Regions from separate parts of the Mus musculus genome. Here region 2 is linked to region 1. Evidence: chromatin contacts called from public Hi-C data. All regions are on one chromosome and are shown on one strand. Each heading gives the region's core, a stretch centred on a gene start, on an enhancer-like site or on the middle of the called end of the contact. The rest is flanking DNA. Distances are from core to core; before and after follow the strand shown.

The links. A called contact is a pair of places that touch in the nucleus more often than the background predicts.
Region 2: a Hi-C map of cortical neurons shows a contact between it and region 1, with 5 times the contacts expected there. The contact joins two enhancer-like sites. A contact is called at or near these places in 1 of 15 datasets of contacts at CTCF or cohesin (pro-B cells), 84 of 484 Hi-C or Micro-C datasets (3T3-L1-derived adipocytes, the AML12 cell line, the AtT-20 cell line and 53 more), 3 of 115 datasets of contacts at active chromatin or transcription factors (astrocytes, embryonic basal ganglia and embryonic hindbrain) and 1 of 9 other capture datasets (adipose tissue).

What each region holds. Positions count from the first base shown.
Region 1 is chr16:72,220,940-72,223,741 of GRCm38.p6, forward strand. It overlaps a transcript of Robo1 not described here. Among named protein-coding and RNA genes, the nearest start is that of 8030451O07Rik, 12 kb to the right of the region's middle. Within about 2 kb of position 1,357, at least 26 of the 459 cell types and tissues checked have an H3K27ac peak or open chromatin away from gene starts, as enhancers often do. A contact at or near this core is called in cortical neurons, where this site is marked.
Region 2 is chr16:72,966,180-72,968,981 of GRCm38.p6, forward strand. The region is part of intron 8 of Robo1 (roundabout guidance receptor 1); the gene reads left to right. Among named protein-coding and RNA genes, the nearest start is that of Gm52247, 8.1 kb to the left of the region's middle. Within about 2 kb of position 1,427, at least 1 of the 459 cell types and tissues checked has an H3K27ac peak or open chromatin away from gene starts, as enhancers often do. A contact at or near this core is called in cortical neurons, where this site is marked.

The DNA of each region.
Region 1 (2,802 bases), core at 107-2,606:
TTTACATTTCAAATGTTATCCCCTTTCCTAGTTTCCCCTCCGAAACACCCCCCATTGCTTCCCTCCTCTCCCTGCTCATCAACCCACCCACTCCTGCTTCCTGGCCCTGGCATTCTCCTGTACTTGGGAATAGAGCCTTCATACCTTATTGATGACCAACTAGACCATCCTCTGCTACATATGGAGCTGCAGCCATGAGTTCCACCATGTGTTTTCTTTGGTAGGTTGTTTAGTCCCAGGGAGTTCTGGGGGTACTGTTTTGTTCACGTTTGAAGTTCCTCCTACTGGGCTGCAAACTCCTTCAACTCCTTGGGTTCTTGTCAGGCCTAGATGTCAAACTTGTTTTTGGAAATGTGTCACTTGGTGTTGGCCACTCCACAGTCACTTATTCTGACCAGTTTTGTATCTCTGGAATAGTCTCCACCTTTGGCAAAAGGAAGACTTTGGAAGAGTATTAAGTGCTACACTCATCAATTAATCATGTATAAATTAATGGTTTCTGAGAAAAGACCAACAGCTTCCTGTAGGGATGAGTTGGCCCAGAGGTTGCCTTATCTATTCCAAGTGGGAATCCTGAACACATGTACCTAACAGTGACACGAAATAGACTCACGTGTGTGTATGTGTGTGTGTGTGTGTGTGTGTGTGTGTTTGATGTATCATTATGGCTAACATGTAATAATATTTAAAGAAGGAATTATTAATTTGGTAGGAGACACAAGAGGTTGAAAGAGAAGAGGAGTAATTTTCATACAATTTCTCACGTTTGAAGTTCTAAAAAAAAAAATTACATACCTCTTAGCCAGAGATGATTTATAAAATTTTACACATCCTTTAGAGGGAACATTCCACACTTAAAACATTTCAAGGCAATAACTGTATTAACTTTCATTAAGCTGGGCATCATTCCAGTGAGCACTGAATCTAAGTTTTTTTATATATCATTTTGCGTGTGTAAATAATATAGCACTAATGATATTTTGTAAATATTTGTCCATCTATATGATTGGAAAATTCCAAGAGGTTATTAGACTATCTCAAATGGAATTTGAAAAAAAAACTCAAAAAATAAGCCACTGAAGACACAAACTCTTAACAGTTAAAGGAATGTGTGTGAACAGCCACAGAGAGCCTTGCTGGTTGAGGGGAAATTTGCATCTTCACAATAAGTGTTATATGAAAAGCAGAGCCCTTTTCACATGCTAGCTCAGCTATTGAAGTTATTCTTATCTCCTATCTGGACTACTGCCTAGTAAGAATAGGAAATTCTTCATTCATTTTACCAATTATATCTGCCATGTGCAGGCAATGCAGAGCCTTGGCGAACATTCAGACAGCCTGCGGATTGAATTTGTTGGTAGAGGACACTCAGCATTGTTCAGCAGTGCAGGAAGCTGGGCTGGCTTTAATAATACATGAGGGCTGCTTTGGACGATTTTTCAGGCTCTTGTGTTGACTGCATGCATGCTGCTATGAGCCATGAAGTCTGCCCACTTCAGGCTCTGTTAAGAAAAGAAACTCAGCACAGAAGGCTTGTGGAAATTTGTGTTTTATTGGCCAGATCAACCTCTCCAAATCAAACCTATTTTAAAATTGAAAGCATAACATTGGCCAAACATTTATTTGAGCTTCATAGATTCATGTCTTTGCAACATTCGATGTGGAAATATTGTAAAGTGTATAGGTCCAGTCCTTAGAATTTTGTCAAATAGTAAAACACTTGTTTTACAGAGGGGGTACATTAAAAAATGTAGACATGATGAGATTCTTTTCTTTAGATTCAATAAAAATCCAGTGAGTGTGTCATCTGTAATATTAAACTGCATATATAATGATGCATTCATTTTAGTTTCTTTGTTTGAATTTATATCTAGTGCTGAGAAGTATTTATGTAGAAGACAAAGGACTTCAACCACTGAATTAAAAATCATTATAGGTTCTTTATATCATACACAGTCTGATGTCTGTGTGTCTGTCTATGTTTCTGTCTGTTTTTCTGTCTGTCTCTATTTCTCTCTGTCTCTGTCTCTCTGTCTCTCTGTCTCTCTGTCTCTCTCTGTCTCTCTGTCTCTCTGTCTCTCTGTCTCTCTCTCTCTCTCTCTCTCTCTCTCTCTCACACACACACACACACACACACACAGAGGGGGTGAAAGATAGGGGATTCTTCTAATCCATTTAAATGAGTCATGTAGATTGTGGACCCTAATATTTAGCCAAAGATATGACATGTAAGTAAAAATGACAAAAGAAAAATATTGTAGTGTACAAACAAAACTTACAATGGGTTCATAAACCATAGCTCATCTTCTAATGTTTAATTTTTGCAAAAAGCTTTAACAGAATAATGCTATATCTAAATTCTTTAAGAAATACCTGGACAACAGACTGTACTCAATACTACAAGAATATCAGAGAGGTGGAAATAGCATACACACTCACTCACAAACACACATACACACACACAAACACACACACGGAGTCTTAGTTCTGAGCAAAATGTCCTGGTTGGAACTGAGGCCACTGAGTAAAACTACTTAGTTCCATTCTTTCTTTTGTCCAGACAAGTTGCACAATTTGTCAGTGAGTGCATCAGCTTGGGGCCCTCCCATTCTTCTCCCCCCCCCCCGACCCCCCAGGCAGCCTACATTTCACACTCTTCTCCATATCCTCTATCCAGGCTCCTTAATGGTCCAGCTACCTGCCTCCAAAAGCAAAGAGCAGTGTCATAATCACCATCATGATTGATGGCGCATAGAGTGACAAGTCTACAGAACAAGGAGCTTTGAGGACAATGGCTTCATC
Region 2 (2,802 bases), core at 177-2,676, 750 kb after region 1:
CATTTTCAATAGACAGCTCTTTAAAGCCCTTGAAAATAGATGTCAATTGACATATTTACTTGGATGTTCGTTGATTACACATATACATTTTTCATACGTGAACCACTCTGTAACTAGAGTGACAATCCATGACTCACTTCATTACACTGTTCCAATTCTTGCACTCTCTCTACTAGAGCCTGATATGTCTCTTGCATAATTCCAGTGTAAGGTATTAGACACTGTTTTGAAATCTGCCTTACAATCTGTAGGTTTAGATTTTACCTATCAATGGGCCATATGTGTTGATACAAACTAAAGCGTTCCATTAGTATGTTACACCCATTGGTGAACCCTCTGTGGATTTGTTTTCTGGGCCTGGACCTATGAAAGTGGTTTAATGAAATCTTATATTTCCAGCTCTGATTGACATATGAGCTTTTGTAGAGTACATGAGAATGTCTGGCCTTTGGGAGTTCCCTAAGCACATCCGTGACTACTGTTTCATCTCAGTATCCACTGGGTGCTCCTGAGCTGGTTCCAACAAGTACGATGCCCTCATTTTATAGATTTAAAGATGTGGAGACGCTCAGTGTAAAAAGCATCCCTGCAAATGTAAGGACCAGAGTGTGGATCCTCAGGACCCATGTAAAAGCCCCCTGCAGTCCCCGCACTCAGGAGGCAGTGACAGAGGACCCCGGGGGAGGTTGGGTACCTAGCCTAGCCTGTATTGGGATGCTCCTGATTAACCAAGACACTTTGACCTGATAAATAACATGGAAAGCAATGAGGGAAGAGACCAGATTCAACCTTTGCTCTCTCCATGCATGTTCATGCTCATTAAGGACACAAGGACACACACTACACATATACACAAGCCAGCGACACAGAAAACTGGGGATTAAGAAACTAACCACAAGACACATGGCAGATGTTGGGAGTGTCTTTCTATTGCTTTGTTTTTGTTATCCCCACAGTAAAAATGGTGCAGACATAACTGACAGCAAGAAAACCCATCAGTAAACCGGGTTAGGGTAGAATTGGGGAAGTATACCTGATACTGTATAAAGCAACTCTGGGCAATCAGACCTAAGTTATAATAGACCCCTGACATTTGATGGCTTCTAAATATAGCAATAGTACCAAATGTCAGCCATGTTAGCGCTAGACATAATGATAATCAATTGGAGTGAAGCCCTCTGTTGCTAATTCAATTAATGTCTGGAAATATGTATCCGTACTGATAATCAGTGGAACATAGGTGGTCTTATAAATGCCCAGTGGATTTACCAGGAAGAATCTGCAATTTGATTTTAGCAAGCCTCCGTATATATTACAGAGAGGATGTTTAAAAGCCCGAGTAAAGGAATTGTTGGCTTCCTTTTCCCTTCAGTGTGGTATCGAAAACACTTCTGCCAAGCTTATAAATTCAGCTTTCTCCTTTCCTCGCTCTACTGGCAAACTTCACACCAGGAAAGATGGCAAGGAAGAGAACTGGAAGCGTGGGGTGCAAGCACATAGCCGCTGATTTCACTTAATTGCTTTCTTTTTATGGGAATGCATAAAACTAATAATTATTGCATGATAAACGAGGAACAAATTGAAGTGTGACTCCAGCTTGTGAAAATCTTTGGTGCATAAAACTTTGAACATGACACATCCAGATTCGCAAATTAATGCATCCAAAATTTAGCTCCTCTGGCAGCCAGACTCCTTCAGTCAGACAACTTGTTAGAATTCTCTCTCATATATTTGCATCTTTTTTTCTTTCTTAAACTCTGACATCCAGAATTTTAAAGCTTAATAATTGAAAACAATTTCCTGAAATTAAACAAACAACTTGAATTCATTTTAAAGAAATCTAAGCATGCTAAGTATGCTAAGCTGTCTCAATCAGGAGATGGGAACGTTTTTCTAATTTTGTGCTTCTTTCTCTATACTTGTGTTAGAGTCTCAATAAAATAGTGACTTTAAGACATAACAGTTTTCAAGTGTTTTACATTTTACAATAATTTTATTCAATTAAAATAAAATTTTTCTTCTTTAGTCCTTTTTCACTAGGTTTAAGTTATTATTAAAAACAGTCTTGCTATGTGGTGGTGCCTTTAATCCCAGTACTTGTGAGGCAAAGACAGATGGATCTCCAGGTTTGAGGCCAGCCTGGTCAACGTAGTGAGTGCCAAGACAGCCAGGGCAACACAGAGAAACCCTGTCTTGAAAAATGGATGGGTGGGTGGGTGGGTGGGTGGATGCATGGATGGATGGATGGATGGATGGATGGATGGATAGATAGATAGATAGATAGATAGATAGATAGATAGATAGATAGATAGATAGATAGATAGACTGACCTAAGGTTTTATGAGTGCTATGTCTCTGTGTGTGCACATATGCTTCTTTGTGCTTTTTCTTTTACTCTAACATTTATTTGTCTCTGTCCTGGCTTATCCTTTTATTTGCCTGTTTTATAAATCAAAGAAGGAAGAAGGCATGGAGTTGTATGGATGGGGAGGTGGGGTGGATCTAGGAGAAGAAGGGTAAATTGTAAGCTAAATATATGGTATGGGAAAGAGTATATTTTCAATTAAAAGAAAACACACACTATTGACTGAATGCATTTGCCATGTGTGTTTATTCTAAGCATGTGTGCCAAGCTTGGATATCAAACTCACGTATCTCTCTGGATTAGCCACCAGCAATACGATATTGAGTAACTTTCCAGTAACTCTGAAACTATTATAGCGTGATGATGCTATTTTTTAACCCGTGTATATATTTCAGTAGAGAAAAAAATCATTCCAAAGTCCTAGACATTGCCCAGTG